Regions from separate parts of the Ovis aries genome. Here regions 1 and 2 are each linked to region 3. A link is a contact called in public Hi-C data. All regions are on one chromosome and are shown on one strand. Each heading gives the region's core, a stretch centred on a gene start, on an enhancer-like site or on the middle of the called end of the contact. The rest is flanking DNA. Distances are from core to core; before and after follow the strand shown. Region 1 holds the start of PGD (phosphogluconate dehydrogenase). Region 2 holds the start of CENPS (centromere protein S). Region 3 holds the start of KIF1B (kinesin family member 1B).

Region 1 (2,788 bases), core at 132-2,631, 180 kb before region 3:
TCAGACTGAGGATCAAGGGACAATGGGTTTCTATACAGCCCAAGGTTTTGGGAAGGGAGGACCCTGATTCTAACTTTTCTCCAACCAAGTGCTGATGGATCACTGTAAAGTTAATTATAATAGGATAAAAAAGCAAAGGACTGGATATAAGCAAAGGTCAACTACCCGTAACATATTGGGCCAGAGCCTGTCGCTATTTGGTTAGGACTTATATCTGGGAACCGGCTAGCTCCAGACTGTTACCTTTTGTCACTGATAATCCTTGTATTTAAGCCAGTTTAGTACTCACACCCGAACTTTTCTCCAGATCCTATTAGGCAATAAAGTTAGAGATCTACGCTTTCGGAGGAATTTCTCCTCCTCAGGAGATGGGCAGGTTTACTCAAGGCCACCTTACAGAATGGGCAGATCCATTCAGCAGGACTCCTTCCTGAGAGGACTGTAGGGTGGGCCCTCCCACCCTCACATGTAAAGTGGGGCTTCTCTCTCTTGCAAAAATGTTAAGCAGCAACAGAGCACATAGAAAGAGAACCACATTCCAAGTTACAAGGGATCTTTCAAATCAGAACAGTCCCCAGCACTCAGGCTAAGGCACCGAGGACCCCTAAGGGAAGAGTGTGCCCCTTCCCACTTACCACAAAGCCATGGTCATTCATGTTTAAAATTAAGTTCTGGCCCATGACAGCCAGTCCAATCAGGGCAATGTCAGCTCTGAAAGAGGGGAAGAGGAACAAAGAAAGCTTGTCAGTTGCACTTAATTCATCACAACTCAAAAGAGTTTTCTAGCTTTTGATACAATTAACAACTCGTCTTAAATTTCCTCCAGCCCACTCCTTCCTTTTGCACGTTAGACCCCGGGGTTGCAGCCTTCAGGCCACCCCCCATCAACCACTTCGCGGGTCCCCAAGCTCTCCTGGACCAACGACACATGCACAAGGAGGGGGTTCACGGCAGAGTCTTTTCTGCGCTACGGTCGAGCTGGTGATGACGCGTCCGAGGCCTTCCGTCTCCGCAGGCGGGCCGTCCAGGGGCCCGAGCTGCCCTCGGCCACGCCTGTCCCCTCCTCTCTCTCCTTTCCTAGGAACGGGATCCGCCCGCGTCACCGCGAGGCGCAGAGGGGCTGGGTCCCAGGAAAGGCGAAGCCGCGGGGCTGGCATGGGGTCCGGCGCTTCTCTGGAGGTCCCGGGCTCCGGGCGCCACGAGGCCGGGCTCTGGAGACCCCCGGGGCGAGGCGACTTCAGGGGCGACTCCGGTGTCCGCGCCGGCCTCCAGAAAGTTCCCTGGCCACCCGCGGGGTCACTCACTGGGCCATGGCGGCGATGGCGGCGGCGGCAAAGCAGGCTGGAGCAAGCAGACCCGAAGCACAGGGAGCGCACGGCGAGGACGACCCGGGATGAGTCCCGATCCGGCTCGCCCCCGGAGGCTTTGGCCGCGGCTTTCCAGCGCTGGCCAATCGGAAGGATGGGGCGTAGTCTTGATGGCACTTCATTGGTCCGGCCCGGCGCCTGTTGGACCACCTGAGGAAAGTAGGCCCGCCCACTCCTAGGGCTGGCTCAGGAGAGCGCCGAGCACATCGATGACATCGCCTGCTCGCCCGCGGGGGCGTGGCGCGGGTCCCAGGCAAAGGACACTTAGGGCCTGAGTTCTGCTCTGAGCCTCGGTCCGGAAGAGTGGTGGCTCACGTCGGGCCGCCCTTTCCAGTGCAGCGGGCACTTGGACGCCTGTTGTCCAAGTGTCCATCACTCCCTTCCGCCGCGCACACTCTGGGGATTATGCGTGGAATTGCTCCACCCTGGACAGGGCCCGAGGTTGTAGAGCCCTGAGCTACTCCATCTTGTAAAAGAATTCCATTTTTGCAAAGGTACCGGGCAAACAGACTTAGACTTTGGATATTGCCTAAACTTGCCCCGCTATGCACAAGCCAATCAGCCCTTAGGATAAACCTCCTGACTTTAAGTTCAAGGATTTGTGATTTACCTTGCAAGTAATGATTTACATTTGTGATTTACCTTGGAAGTGATGATTTACCTTTGCGAAATAACGATTCACCCTGTAAGTGAAAAAAAAACAATCAGAGATCCACACACGACCCTATAGAAGAGGGTAACCAATCAGTAGTCCTTCAGCCTGAACACCCCTTTTTGTTACCCTTTCACCTGAATATTCCCTATATAAGCAGTGTAACCCAAAACTCGGGGCTCCTCTCCTTAGCCGCTGCGTTGGTAACAGTGGGAGCCCTAGCTGGAGCTTGGTAATAAAAACTCTTGCTTTTGAATCGGATACCGGCTCCCTGGTGGTCACTGGGAGATTTCGCGAATTGGGCATAACAAGGTGCATTCTTTCCTTTTTAAATTTTTATTTATTTGGCTGCGCCTGGCTCTTAGTTGCTGCTTAAGGGATCTTTAGTTCTAGTTACATCATAAGAACTCTCAGTTGTGGCAGGGGGGATCTTAGTTGCCCCACCAGGCATCAAACCCAGACCCCGCAGTCTTAGCCACTGGAGCACCAGGGAAGTCCCCGGAGGTGTATTCTTGTCTGTAGACACATGTGACGAGTGCCAAGAAACGTTGCTCCTCACCACAACCTTGTGGGGGAGACGAGTTGCCTCTTTTTACAGGTGAAGAAACAGGCTCAGAGAGCAGGAGGGGAAGTACTTGCTGGGCTGCGATGGGGCCTGGCATGGAGGTCGAGAAGCCACGTAAGGGTGAACGGGCAGTTCAGGGCATTAAATACCATCTCCCACGTGCGCAGTCCCTGGTGCACGAGGCGTCTTCACGCTCAGCCCTGA
Region 2 (2,955 bases), core at 193-2,692, 200 kb before region 3:
GAGGATGAGGTTCAAATTTCTCAGTCCATCTTTGCAGCCCGACTCACTTATTCAGTAAGCATTTATTGTCTGTTGAGAGCTAGGCTCTGTACTAGGGGCTGAGAACACAAAACTCAAAAGAACAGTCCCTGCTCTCAAAGAGTTTATCTCCCACATCTTTGCCATGAATGAACTCTTCGAAACCACCAATGTCATGAAACCCAAAGGAGGTGGAGAACCGTTCCAGGAGAGACCAAAGCCAGGACTAGACACAATGCATGATCCCCAACTGGATCCTGGGTGAAGAAAAAAAGACCATGAAAGAATATCTTTGGGACAACTGGGGAAAACGGAATATGGATTTATATTAGATAAAGGATTTTATCAATTATTAAGTTTCTTGAATGTGATCAGATATTATGACCTTGGAAGAAGCATGTTAAAGCATTAAAATTTAAAGGTGAAGCATCAAGTGTATTTAATTCTCAAATAATTTCGAGAAAAGAAGGGAGCAAATACAGCAAAATGTTAACTGGTTACTCGAGGTGAGGGGCACATGGGTGATGAATGCGCTAATTTGCAACCTTTTCTGAAGGCTCGAACTTCAAAATAAAGGGAGACGGTGGGTAAACAGCTTCTGAAATTTAGGAAGCGCCCCTTTCCTGACCTCATTCTCAATTCTCTTCGGTTAAGCCTCTGAGATTCTTGGTTTTTCTCACGACTCTCCCACACGGTATTTATTCGCGGTGCTAAGTGAAGGACTGAATACCAGCAACTACGCCGAGAGCTGGTTATTATCACCCTGATTTTTCCATCCAGGAAAATGAGTTCGGGGAGAGTCAACACAACACTGTGCGGAGTCGAGATTTGAACCCACATCCGATGGGTTCCGGAGCCGGAGGGCCGAGTTTGCAACAGGTTCCGAGGCCGTCTCCTCCCCCGCAGGATGGACGCACCGATTCGAGGAGCCAACATTTTTAGAGCTCGTGCCGCGTGCCTCAGAACAACCCTGTCCGAGGAGACTGAGCCTGTCACAAAGCCAGAGGGGCCTCCGCCGCCGGACTCCCGGTGCACGGCAGGTATCTTCCCCGAATCTTCCCTCTCACTCAGCCACCCCAAGCCCCGACCCGCCAAACCAAGGAAACCGTCTCCCAGCACCCCCCGCGGCAGCCGGGTCGGCTCATGCGCAGGCGCCAGAGGCCGGAGGCGGCCGAGCTCGACTTCCGACCTGGGGCCTCGGTACGAAGACGCGGCTGGGCTGAGGCGGCGCCTTTTTCCCCGCAGAATCTCGACGCCGTCCTTCCCCAGCCCCGCCAGGACCCCGTTCTCCTGTACCTGTCGGTAAGAGAAGCTTTGCTGCTCCTCGGACCACTCCTCCTCCTCCGTCATCACCACGGGCGAATCCTGGCAGGCGCGCCAGGACAGAAAGACGCGGCCGCCTGGGAGACCTGGTCGGATTTTCCCGCCGCGGCGCCGGGCGACGGGCCGCGCTGGGGGCCAAAGCGCGAAGCTGCCGGCTGCCTCGCCCGCCCCCTGGCGGCGACTCTGGGAAGGGGGCCTCACAGCGCGCCTGCGCCTGCCTGGCCCCAGCCAAGCTCCCCGGAGACCTCAGGCCCAACTCTGCGTCCCGCACAGTTGTCAACACCAGTTCTCAGAAACAATGTGTGTAGGGACAAGGGTTCGCAAGTCGATTGTAAATTCCATGCGACTGCAACCTCGATATGCCTTGCTAAATCTAGTGTGAGTTTTTTATAATTCTATAGTGTCACAAAGTCAGATCACTGATAAATGTTTGATTTCTATCCCCTTCAGCGAAAAGTTTCTCACCCCATTGCCGTTGCCAAAGGAATATAGTTTTGACCCAAGTGTTAGCTGATTTTCCTTTATGTTAAGAATTAAGGGACTTACCAGGACTCCCTGGCGGTCCAATGGCTAAGATTCCTCACTTCCACTGCAGGGGGTGCCGATTTAATCCCTGGTGTGGGAACTAAGAACCCACATGCCAGGCGGCCATGAATTTAAAAAAAAAACGGAAATAAGGGACTTCCCTGGTGGTCCATCCAGTGGAGTTCAATCCCGGGGACAGGAGCTAAGATCCCACATGCCTTGTGGCAAAAAGAGAAAACAGAAGCACTATTTTTACCAACTGAGCTATCAGGGAAGCCCTATAATAAATTCAGTGAAGACTTTAAAAAAAAGAGAAGTGAAAAATAGCGAAACCTAACAGATTTGCACTGCTTCCAAACTTTCTTCAACTGAAGAAAGTTTTCCTCCTTCCCAGCTTCACTCTTTAAGTTTCACTCATTTTTGGATGATGTGAGGAAGAAACTTCTCTACTGAACTGAATAATAGTGTCAAGTACTGGAAGAATATTTCCTCAACTTATGCTATTCATGCTACAAAGGGTACAGACACCATGCACATTCAAGTTCAATATGCATTATTAACATCCACCTCCCCCCCCCCCTTCCGTAAGCAGTCAACAAGGAATTAAACCCTGATTTGCAGGGTTTTTTGGTGTAAATACTCCCACTATTGCCAGATTTCAAGCAACCAATATGAAGAAGCTGAACTCAGCATTTGTTACAAACTAGACTATGATGCATTGGAGAAGGAAATGGCAACCCACTCCAGTGTTCTTGCCTGGAGAATCCCAGGGACGGGGGAGCCTGGTGGGCTGCCATCTCTGGGGAACTAAAGACAGAGTCAGACACGACTGAAGTGACTTAGCAGCAGCAGCAGACTTGTTTGACTCATTGGAAAAGACCCTGATGCTGGGAAAGATTGAAGGCAGGAGAAGGGGACAACAGAGGATGAGTTGGTAGGATGGTGTCACCGACTCGACGGACATGAGTTTGAGCAAGCTCCGGCAGTTGGTGATGGTCAGGGAAGCCTGGTGTGCTGCAGTCCACGGTGTCACAGAGTCAGACACAACTGAACGACTGAACTGAACTGAGACCTGTTTGAGAGTTGGGC
Region 3 (2,850 bases), core at 139-2,638:
TTGAGTTACTCTGAAAATCTATCCATCCGGCGTCGCAATGTACTATTGATAATTCCAGGCCTCCACCCTGGTAAACTGGCCTTAGCAATCCTCAGATCTGCTTCTGTACGAGTGAGGCATCACCATCCCTCTGTGTCCATAGCCCTGATCATAGACGATGAACACAGAAATGCATCATTTCACCCCAAAGAGAATGCAATCTTGAAGGCAGTTTGCCTTGGAAGCTCAATTAGCGATTCACCAAGGAGGAAAAAAAAGTGATTTCGGAGTTCCATTCTGGTTTTAGGGCCCGGAATGTTTTGTGTTGCATGAACAATGACTAGCTCGCTGGAGCAGCCTCCCAACCCCCACAGCTTGGCTTCGGTGTGGCCAGTCACCCTGAAAGCTGCCAGGGCTGCCACTCGGTGCCTTCCAGCAACGGGACTTGGCTCCTAAAGGATTTGTCAGATCATCCTCCCAATATGGCTGCCAGAGTAAACCCAGGCTGCCGACCGCCGAGACCACACCAGCCCCCGCCACGGATGGCCAGCATCCAGCGAGCCCCCTCCCTTCCCACCGCGCTTCTCTCCAGTCCTTGCGACAGCGGCTCCCCCCTCCCACTCGATGCCCGCGCCTGCCTTCATCTGGCAAAAGGGCACAACCACATTCCTAGCCGAAGCCTCGATGCCAACCCTAACGGGGGAGAGGGGATGGGGGTAAATGAGAAGGGTGGCTTCAGCACGGAGCAGAGAGAGCCATAATGTGCGCAGAGAGCCCGGGTAACCGAGGGGCAGCGGCGGCTCGGCTGACCGCCGGGGACAGCCGGAACCTGGCGGCTCAGGGGAGGCGGAGAGCTGGTGCGGGCCACTGCGGGGGACCCGGCAGGCCGCTGGCCCAAGCCCGGGGCTCGCTGCTGGCCCGAGGACTGTCCCCCACTCGCGAGGCCGAGACTCCCCCACCCCGCCCCGCCCCACTCGGTGCCCCGCTGGGGCAGCGCCCTCAGTGTTCGCGGCTCCGGCCCGGCCCGGAGCTTCCCCGGCTCGGACCCCGCCAGACCCCGGCCTGGCCGCCCCTCCCCCCGGGCGGTCCCATTCTCAGGCTGGCGGCGCAGCGCCAACCGCCGCCCGCCTTACCTCAGCCGCGCTGCGGACAGACTGACAGGCGGGCGGGAGGGCCGGGTCAGCAAGAGCCGCGGCTCGCGGGGGCGCGGGGAACCCGGCACCGACGTTCCTTAGCGCGAGCAGCGGCCGCCGAGAGCCGCAGGGCGCCGCTCGGCAGCCCCATCACACAGCTGGCCAGCCCGGCATCAAGGGCCACGGAGGGCGGGAGTCCAGGAGACCCGGGCGCGGCAACCGGCGAAGAGCGGCTCAGCCCCGCGCTGGCACCTCCCAGGACCGCCGCCGTCAGACTGCTCAGCGTCCGTCCTCTCCAAGCTCCGCCTGCTGCCGCCGTCCTAGGACACCGCCCGAAGCCCGGCTGCCGTGCGTCACCTCGGTCCGCCTTGGCGCCCGCGACTGACGCGGGCAGCGACCAATCGGGGTGCAGAGCTCCGAGCGGCCGGCCAATCGCAGGGGGAGCTGGTGAAGGGGCGGTGAGAGAGGCGGAGACGGCTGGGCGCCCCCTGGTGGCTCAGAAGCCGGAGCTGGTGTGTGGGGGTGCGGGGTGGGGGAAGGCGGCGCCCAGAGTCCCCTACCGGGTGACCCCCGAAGGGCGTTAGCCGGCAGCAGCCGCTCCGGGCTAACCCGGTGATCCGCCTTGTAAGGGGACAAAGCAAGGCTAAGTGGGGCGGGGCGGGACTGTGGGGACCCGACGCCTGCGGAGGGGCAGAAACGAATGTGGGAGGCAGCCGAGTGTGGAGTCATTGTCCGTTTGGAAAACATCTCACCACGCTGAAGCCGCGAAACACTGCGCAGTCGGAGCTGAAACACGCAAAAGGATGAGTGTACTATCCCGCAGAAAGCTTACCGGCCTATTCTTAGCGAGCCCGAGCACAACACCTCCCACACGCCACCTTGGGAAAAAAGGCGGAATGAGTAATGGAAAAGCATGACTTAGTGGGCATTCAACTTGTCTCCTTGGGAGACCGAGTAAGGGCCGTGAGTAAACGAACAAAATGCTTTGTATCGCCCCGGAGTTAACCAACCGAGGTCCCCCCTGGGAGATTCCCTTAAAGGAGGGTTATTGGAATTCAGAAACCGGAGAACACACGCGCTCTGCTAGCTATTTTTAAAAATCAGATTTAGATTCAGGTCTAAAGAAAAGTACACAGCTGTTCACGTGAGGTACAATTCTGTACTTAATAAAATATTAATTCTACAGTAATATGGGTAATTATCATGCCAGGCATCACTATTTTACAAGGTTATGATATACTTTTTCATTTACTAGCAGAAATTTAAAATAAAATCTGATTCCTCCCCCCACCCCTCCGCTGAATTCAATACAGAATTGGATGTTAAAAAGCCTCTGTATAAGCAGAGACGCTAAAACATCAGAATTAAATTTCTACACTAAGGGTTTCAGAAGATTTGCACCACCGCTAAACTCCTCCATACTCGCCATCCAGCCAACAGCTATTGAACCTTTCATATACAATGTAAACTCCACCTATCCACAGAAGGATTTGACATAGCTTACACTGAACCACACAAGCAATAAAACTGTATAGCATTAAAGTAGGAGTAAAGTTAATTTTTTTTAAGTAATAAAGTCTGTATAGGGGAAAGGGCTGTCTGAAAAAGGGGAATGCATAGAAAGAAAAATAATATTTAAAAATACAGTCAAGGGAATGTGCCACCACTGAGCACAAAACCCACCTGGTAGCTTCCTGAAGGCCATGACAAAAATAGAATTACAATGAGTTAATAGAAG

The links. A called contact is a pair of places that touch in the nucleus more often than the background predicts.
Region 1: a contact with region 3 is called in a Hi-C map of skin fibroblasts, with 2.6 times the contacts expected there. The contact joins the promoter of PGD here to the promoter of KIF1B in region 3. A contact is called at or near these places in 2 of 16 Hi-C or Micro-C datasets (blood and skin fibroblasts).
Region 2: a contact with region 3 is called in a Hi-C map of muscle, with 2.3 times the contacts expected there. The contact joins the promoter of CENPS here to the promoter of KIF1B in region 3. A contact is called at or near these places in 4 of 16 Hi-C or Micro-C datasets (blood, muscle and tail adipose tissue).

The regions. Positions count from the first base shown.
Region 1 is chr12:42,429,516-42,432,303 of ARS-UI_Ramb_v3.0, forward strand. PGD (phosphogluconate dehydrogenase) reads right to left here and starts at 1,382. Exons shown (of 13, transcript NM_001009467.2): 1 at 1,305-1,382; 2 at 636-711. The coding sequence starts at 1,312.
Region 2 is chr12:42,404,976-42,407,930 of ARS-UI_Ramb_v3.0, forward strand. CENPS (centromere protein S) reads right to left here and starts at 1,443. Exons shown (of 4, transcript XM_060396498.1): 1 at 1,315-1,443. The coding sequence starts at 1,368.
Region 3 is chr12:42,604,936-42,607,785 of ARS-UI_Ramb_v3.0, forward strand. KIF1B (kinesin family member 1B) reads right to left here and starts at 1,389. Exons shown (of 47, transcript XM_060396494.1): 1 at 1,113-1,389.